Regions from separate parts of the Zea mays genome. Here region 2 is linked to region 1. A link is a contact called in public Hi-C data. All regions are on one chromosome and are shown on one strand. Each heading gives the region's core, a stretch centred on a gene start, on an enhancer-like site or on the middle of the called end of the contact. The rest is flanking DNA. Distances are from core to core; before and after follow the strand shown. Region 1 holds the start of LOC103635383. Region 2 overlaps LOC103635384 (a long non-coding RNA gene).

Region 1 (4,330 bases), core at 1,331-3,830:
TGGAATAAGCTCCAAGCAGCTCATCACTTGTAGCTTTGATGCATTTCAGCCAGTCATCGTTTGGTTCATCGAACTTATCCCCATACCTGAACGTATACTTCAGCCGGACCAGATCACCTTCGCTAGACTTGGTGATGGTCTCCTTTGGCATTTCCCAGCTCTCTACAAGTGACCATACTCTGAATGCTATATGCTTTTGAATTAAATCTCTTGTACCAATGAAGGAGAAGACAGTACCGAATGCTTTCTGACACGCTTCGGCGGCGTCATCATTTTCGACCTTCGGCTTTCGGAGACCGAAGCGGGACCATATGGGGCACATGATAACCTCCTTGATGTCCTCCCTCGCTGTCAAGTCGTTCTTCACATAAAACCATTCTTCCATACAAGCTCCGGGCCATCTCTTCCGAAATGTTGGCACTGGGTGGCTTGCCTTGGGACGGGCGATAAACCCATAACAACCGAAGTTGTTGTGGTACTATTCTTTACTCATGGCCTTCGTCTCATACAGAAGTTCGTGCATGCTGTGGAAGCATTTCGCGCTTGGCTCTAACCCTTGGCTCCTTACTGCCCACACGAAAACCCCCATCCTTATTATGGCTTCGGGGGTGATCTGATGAAGGAAGATTTGGTAGGTTTTCAACACTTCAACTATAAACTTACTCAAAGGAAACCGAAGTCCAGCCTTGAAGAAGCTCCGATAGATCACAACTTCATTTTCTTCAGGGGCAGGGACGTTGTTGTCTCCGCCAGCCCTTACAATAGACATATCCCAAAAGTATCTTCTTCTCATGTTCTCAAGATGACTTTGTTTGATGGTCGATTTACCGAAAATCGAATGACTTGGTCTCTAGGGCCGATCCTTAGAATCTTCGCCCCCACTTTCAGTATCATAACTATCACTGTCACCGGTATCTTCAGACAGACCCTCCAGTATCTTCTTAGTAATCTTCTCTGTATTTGTTTTTGCCATTGACTCGATAAATCCAGCAATGTAAGGATTCACAGCCTTCTTCTCCTCAAAAAGCTTCTCCTCTTCAGTCAGCTTCGTCTCAGCAACAACCTTCTTGTCTTGAGACATTTCTCCTTCAGAAATGACGAAAATGCATCTTTTTAATCCAAGCTCAGAAACCTTGAAAAACTAGCAAGCGTTAGTGAGCAAGAGCTATGAAATTGAGGAAGTAAAGCAAATGGCACAAGCAATATATCAAAGATAGCTGGTGTGAGTTCTTATTTATATGCTCAGCACGCTCCAAATTGGGGGGCCCCGTCTGTCATTGACTGTTGCTATTCTAGCAAAGGGAAGGTGTTTTTTCGGCCTTTCGGCTTAAGGCCTTCGTCCATGTCGCAGTCAATTCGTTATCTTAAACAAATTAATACTGCGAGGGGCTACTATTGGCGGCATTCGTCCTCTGAAGGTCCTCAAAAACGTAATTTAACAATATCTTCCAAGTGTGACATATGAACAGGTACCTTCGGACTCGGGTTAAAAGCATATACAATGTAAAAAGCATGATCGTGACGAAGGTTGGAGTTGCTTCAAAGCTACGCGCAAGGGAGCTTCGGCTAAATAGCGGAAAAAGGAACCGACTTAAAGGGGAAAAGACTATCTAGTCCTCATAGATTTGTCTATAAGTCAATAGTAAATATAAAGGACATAAATTACATTCTCACAGGCTGCGTCCTGTGCCTATAAATAGACGAACAATACTCATGTACTGTTCACGCTGATTTGTATTCACTTGTGTGTTACTCTTGTACTTTTACCTTCTTTCAAGCCGAAGGTACATTTATAATTCAATATTGTTTTTACCTTTTTATGGTAATATGATGATGATGAATTAATAATATTATATGATTGTTTATGTTGTCTCTTATATTTCATATGTTTCTCTTTTCATTAACATATATCACAATCTATGAAGACATGTCTTTCAAAACCTTCGTCTAAAGATCATTATATTCTAAGGGAAATAATGCTTCGAATGACGAAGGACAATAACGTTTAACATTTTGTGTTGTCTTATTGTTAATTCATAGCATTTAAGAACAAGTGACCAACAAACATAAACACACAGGGACATTATTTGAGTGAGAAATTATATCTATACTGCTAGTCTGCCAGCTAGTCTGCTAGTACTTGCAAGCCAGGACGCAGGAGCAGAGGTGCTAGCCGTGTGGTGGAAGTGGAACCGGAGACAATTGCAAGCCAGCCAGCTAGAGCTAGGAGACAACCGCGAGAGGGACTGTCGTCTCGTCGTCAACCGAGGTCCGAGAGGGCGAGGCGGCTGTGGCTTAGCAGGCAGCACGCAGCAGCTGGGCAGGGGCAACTTGGGCCTTGCGGCTTAGCAGGCAGCACGCAGGTTTTGTGCGTTCAACTTGGGCCTTGGGCCGGAATCTGATCGCTGGAAGCCTAGAAGAGTGGAAGACAAGAACTAAAAGGTCCAGAACCGAATAGCCTAAACGGTATGAAAAAAACGGGATTTTTTCGAATCAAAACGGTAACCGCAAAAACGAAAAAAAAAACAGTCTGCTCGTTTTCGATACCGTTATCGAAGACAATCTAACCGTTTTCGTCCGGAAACCGAAACCCGAAATATACGAAAACGATCCGAAAAAACCGGTAGTCAGAACGGGACGGTACAGGATGGGATTTTTCGGTACCGTTTTCATCCCTAGCTCGAGCCAAGGAGTCCGGCGGAAGGCCGCCGGTGTGCGAAACAGCGTCAGCGTCGAGAGGAGAAAAAGTCACCGCGAGTCCAGGATCCATGCTGAGGCACTTGGTCCGGACGGGCCAGCTCGCCGACGCGAGGAGCCTATTCGACGCGATGCCGCGCCGCGACGAGGTCGCCTACGCGACTCTTCTCTCGGGCTATGCCGCGGCAGCTGACTTCCCGGGCGCTATGGCGCTCTTCTCCCGCTTCCGCGCCTCCTCCTCCCAGCCACACGACGCCGCGGATCCGTTCATCCTCAGCCCCGTCCTCAAGGCGTGCGCTTCCGCTGCCGCCAGCGCAGGGCTCCTCCCCCTCCCTCACGCCGCCGCGGCGGCCGCTCTGCACGCGTTCGCCGTCCGCTCCTCCTCCCTGCCGTCCGTGTTCGTCTCCACGGCGCTCGCGGACGCCTACGCCAAGGCCGGCCGCCTCGACCTGGCGCTGCAGGTGCTCGACGAAATGCCCAGCAGGAACGTGGTCTCGTGGACCACGCTCGTCGCCTCGCTGGCGCGTGCTGGCCGGCGGCACGACGCGCTCCGCCGCTTCGCCGAGATGCGGGCCTCCGGCGTGGCCTGCGACTCCCACGCCTGCTCGGCGGCTCTCACGGCGTGCGCCGACGCGGGGCTGCTGCCACGCGGCCGCGAGGTGCACGCGCTCTGCGCCAAGCTCGGCCTCGACGCCGTGCCCTTCGTCGCCAACGCGCTCGCGGCGCTGTACGCGCGGTGCGGCGATGTCGACCGCGCGCTGGCCGCGGTCGGCCGCATGGGCTCGCACGACGTTGCCGTGTGCACAACGCTGATCGCATCCTACGTCCAGACCGGCCGCACGGAGGAAGCCATCGAGGCGTTTGTGAGAATGCTTCGCGATGAGTCGTCAAATTCTGCTTCACCAAATGAGTATACGTTCTCTGCCGTAATTGCCGCGTGTCCAAATATGGATCGTGCATATCTTGGAGAGCAGTTACATGCACAAGCTGCACGGAGAGGGCTATCTCATGCCCGCTCTGTGGCCAATTCCCTTGTCAAACTCTATTCCCGCCGTGGCCATCTTTCAGCTGCTGATGCTATCTTCCGGGAGAGTGTCGTCAAGGATGTTGTCTCCTGGAGCACAATTATATCAGGATACACACAAGAAGGCCTCGCCGAGGAGTCTTTTGCCTTGTTCTCAGAAATGCGGCATCACAGTAGCTGCCCTCGGCCGAATGAGTTTACTCTTGCCAGTCTCTTCAGTGTGTGTGCAAGTGCTGCGTCGCTGGATACTGGACGCCAGCTGCATGCACTCGCTGTTGCTGCTGGGCTTGAACACCATGCAATGGTCAGGAGTGCGCTTGTTAACATGTATGGAAAGGGTGGTAGCATGTCAGATGCTAATGTCGTATTTTCCAATCGCACTAAAGATGATGTGATTTCATGGACTGCGATGATCGTTGGGCATGCTGAGCATGGTCACAGCAAAGAGGCTTTTGAACTGTTTGAGGAAATGTGCCGTATCGGGCTAAAGCCAGACCATGTTACGTTCATTGGTGTACTCACTGCTTGCTCTCACGCGGGGGAACTTGAGCTCGGATTGAGATACCTCAATGCAATGAACAAAAGCTATGGGCTGGAGCCTGAAAAGGA
Region 2 (4,330 bases), core at 559-3,058, 86 kb after region 1:
CCTAAGTATGTGGTGATTCTTGCGGGGTCTTTGTGACCCTTGAGATTAAGAAGAAGTACTCAACCGGTCTAGGTGATCAATTGAGAGAGGGAAAGGGTTGAAAAGACTCAGCCTCCGTGGCCCCCTCAACGGGGAGTAGATTCATTGGAACCGAACCTCGGGAAACAAATCGTCATGTTCATTTGTGTTGATCACCACCATTCGATTTATTTCTTCACTCTCCCCTCTCTATAAAAGTTCTCTTGCTCATAATCCTTTTGAGTTAGCTCCCAAAGTTATCTGCATTGATTGAGCAACTCATAGCAAGAAGAACTCTCTTCTGCACTCCGTATTCATTATTATTTGTTTCTAGTCCTAACCCTAGGTAAAGTACGTGTTCAAAGTTTACAATTTACAGGTTTCGCCTATTCACCCCCTCTAAGCGACTTTCAAAATCATACCTTGCTTTTACATTTGCATCTCTTTAAGCCTTAGCCCATATTCAGACAAAACAATATGTGTTGAGCATCTAATCACCAAAACATAATAGAAATGGCCAAAGGGCACATTTCCCTTTCAGTATTACACGCGACAAACACATTTGCCGGCTCAAGCCCTCTAGACCATTCCCATTATCTGGCATTTGCGATTTGGGGACTAGACTTGGTCGGGCCTTTCAAGAAAGCGGCCAGGGGCTGCACCCACCTGCTTGTGGTGGTGGACACGTTCACTAAATGGATTGAGGCCAGACTTGTTGCCAAGATCACATCGTCGGAGGCCGCCTCCTTTTTCAGCGACATCGTCTACCATTTTGGGGTGCCCAAGTCTGACTCCATCATCATTGACAATGGAACCCAGTTTATCGGAGAGCCGTCCCTACAGTTTTGCGATGATTTCAACATCCGTGTCGACAAGGCCGCGGTGGCGCACCCGGAAGCCAATGGATAGGGCGAGCGAGCAAATAGCCTAATCCTACAGAGCCTCAAACCGCGGATTTTCGACAAGCTGAAAAAATCCACCGGACGGTGGCCGACCTAGCTACCAGCGGTACTCTAGAGCCATCGGACCACATCGTCCAGAGCGTTAGGCTGCACGCCTTTCTTCCTGGCATTTGGCACGGAAGCCATGTTAACATCAAAGATAGAATATGGTTCCCCGAGGACCGAGGCTTACCATGACGCGCGAGCGACCACTGACGCACACCTCGCAGTCGACCTACTCGATAGAGAACACAACTCAGTCGTGGTTTGCTCCGCCAAGTATCAACAAGACCTGCGACGCTACCATGACCGATAGGTGCACGCTAGATCGTTCAACGTTGGAGACCTAGTGCAATAAAGGGTGATGACCACCAAGGACAAACATAAGCTCTCGCCTCCATGGGAGAGGCCCTACATCATCGCCAAGATCATGCGTCTCAGAGCCTGCCAACTCAAGGACAACGATGGCAACCTAATTTCTAATGCATGGAACATCGAAAACCTGAGGAGGTTCTACGCCTGAGCCGTCGTACTCAGTCAATTTCGTCGTCGCACAAAGGAAAGCGGAACACGCCAACCTAATCGTCGTATCCCGCTCGGGGGCTGGAGGACAGGTACCCAAGATTCACAGTCCGCTACAAGACATCCTCATCCAAAAGGACCACAACATCAAAGGAACCGATCACAAGGCGTCATAAATAACACAACGTTCAAACATCCACCCATCCAGTTAGAAGGTTTGCTACAAAACATCAAAACAAGAAAAGAACATAACCCTTAGGCACTGGGAGGCGGCACCGGGCTCAGAGGCCCCCTTAGAAGCATCTTCACGTCAACCCGGCTGGCAAGTGAGCAGGCGTGAGGGTGCACTTGTTCTTCAATAGCAACCAAATCTTTGTCGCTCTGGCCAGTGACGAACCCCTTCGCGATCATGCATGTGTCAATCTCGTTGAAATGGGATACCATCTGGCCCAAGGCTAGGCTACCCCCATGGAACGCCCCTTCGAAGACCACACGTTCCACGTGACCAGGAAGTGCCCGTAGCCGGTCAAGTAGAGGCGTCTAGGCTCATGGTGGAGGAGCGAGGTGGTCGTACACCTCACTCGTAGGTAGGTGCAGCTCTTGCAGTTCGGCACCGCACTCCTTCAGTGAGATTTGCACTTGAGCCTACGCGACAATGGCACCGCCGCACACAATTGAGAGCTTGCGTGCTTCATACTCTACCGCCTTCTTTGCCTCCTCGACTACCTTCGTAGCGTAGTGAGCCTCGAAAACTCCTTCTGAAGATCTATTGGAGACAAACCGTGGAAGCGACCATTAGCACCAAAGACCAAACAAAAGCATGACCCAAACAAAGGGTGCCTACCTGTAACGCCCTGAATTTGAGGGTATAAAATTTCTTCTCCAATATTCACCAAATTCAGGCATTACCTTCTTTCTCTCTTTCTTTTCTGCTCCTTCCTCCCATTTTCAAAGTAATATTGAGATTTATGTCCGTGCCATGTGTAAGCAAAACCCTAAGGTGATATCGTTGTTGCATCATGTTGGAGCATATTTATTTTTGTTTGATGTCATGCTTAGGTGTGCATCCAATTAATTTAGGGTTCTATTCGATAAGTAAATTTAATTATAAAGAAGCGAGGATGATTAATTAAAGGAAGGAAGAGGAGAAGTGGCCTGACGTGTGGCCCCACGCGGCCTAGCCCCCCCCCCCATGCGCGCCCAACCACCCTCCCCCTCCTCTCCCACACACCCATGATCTAGGTCATGTGTCTGTATAATTGATATGTTTCATTGTGTGGTGTATTTTTTCTTTCTATGTTAAGAATGTGGAATGTATGTTTGCACTCGTATAGATAATAGTACGTTGGCGGAGTTTGAGGAAGTTGCAGGAGAGGACCCTAAGCAGCAGCTGGTTGGTGAAGGCAAGTGTCCTCTGACCTATCTATGTCCTACTCATTTTATAATTCATCTCCCCCTAATTTACATAATTTGTACCTAAGGATTTACTAATCTTTTGTTTATCTTTTCCTTGATCACCTAATTGGGTTGGATTATATCTGGATTAGCTTTATGCTAGTGCTCTAATCTAATCAATGAACATGGTGAGACTATTTATGATACGACATTTACTTCTGGATATGGTTATGGCATTGTGATACTTAAGGGGGATCGAGCTGTTTCTTGAGTGCCTCTCTGTAAGGACTTGTTCATTGGATGACCACCCAGGATAAAAGTACAACCATGAGGGTGGAATGCGACGCCCTTATCTAATTAATTAGAGGAACTAAGGTGTAGTTTGCTTCGTCGTCGTGCCGTCAATGGGGCTCAGTGTACGAGGCTCGCTCTGCCAAGGTTGGTTTGCCCCTTGGGGAGGAGTGCGATACATTTACGAAACCTAACGGGTGACTGTATCTGCGAGTAATCTTTGTAAAGGCTTCGTAGTGAATCTATAGCCACTCACCTCGAGAGTGAACAAGGGTCTTGCAAACCTCGTGGGTAAAGTGTGTGACATCTACAGAGGGCTAGAAACTGATATATCAGTCGTGCTCACGGTTGTGAGCGACCTTGAGAGCTCCTTTGATTACAGATACTCTGAGTACGGATGATGATGAGGAGGAGGATAATGGTTATAATGGTGATGATTATGGATTCCGGTATTCTTTCCATTTAGAGGGAGCATCTTTGGGTCAATAACTTGGGATTGTTGCTAAAACTTGGCTCCCTACTAGTAATAATTATCTAACCAACTAAAAACAAATGCTCTGAGCTTCACCCCACATATAGCTAGTCCACTTTAGCCAAACGAGATATTTACTGAGTACGTTGATGTGTACTCACCCTTAATTAAAACACTAAAACACCAGGTTGTCCGCATTGCAACCCCTACTAAGGAGAAGATGAAGGCATAGCGGAGGACTTTCAGGAGTTTCAAGACTATGATAAGTTCTAGGTGTGGGTTAGCGACAAACCCGCAGTCGGCTGCCTGTGAAGGCCGTATTTTACTACGATTCGTATTCACACTTTGATCTATGTTCAAGACTTTTGTACTTTGATATATGTTCAAGACTATGTGGATGTCTCGTACATCATGATGTAATCAAATTAATACATTTTACGTTATTATCTGAGCACTGTGTGATGACGTCCAGTTATGTAATCAATGTGTCTATAAAATTCTGATTCTGGCACGTACATGGTTCGCATTCAGTTTACTTTTTAAAATCGGGTGTGACACTACCTCCAACCACCCCTGCTCTCGCTGAAGGTCCAAGTTCACCTCCTCCAAGCGAGCGTTTGTCGCCCGCAGGGACCATCGGCGTCCTCGACCTGCAAGCTCGCCTCGCGTAGATCTCACCGAAGATGGGCCT

The links. Hi-C and Micro-C count contacts between places; a contact is called where the count stands out from the background.
Region 2: a contact with region 1 is called in a Hi-C map of endosperm, with 2.0 times the contacts expected there. The contact joins the enhancer-like site here to the promoter of LOC103635383 in region 1. A contact is called at or near these places in 3 of 25 Hi-C or Micro-C datasets (ear, endosperm and leaf).

What each region holds. Positions count from the first base shown.
Region 1 is chr8:75,653,286-75,657,615 of Zm-B73-REFERENCE-NAM-5.0, forward strand. LOC103635383 reads left to right here and starts at 2,581. Exons shown (of 3, transcript XM_008657848.4): 1 at 2,581-4,330. The coding sequence starts at 2,769.
Region 2 is chr8:75,739,848-75,744,177 of Zm-B73-REFERENCE-NAM-5.0, forward strand. It overlaps LOC103635384 (a long non-coding RNA gene), which reads right to left. Exons shown (of 3, transcript XR_557350.4): 3 at 3,993-4,330. Among protein-coding and RNA genes, the nearest start is that of LOC103635384, 3.7 kb to the right of the region's middle. Within about 2 kb of position 1,809, at least 4 of the 20 cell types and tissues checked have an H3K27ac peak or open chromatin away from gene starts, as enhancers often do. A contact at or near this core is called in endosperm, where this site is marked.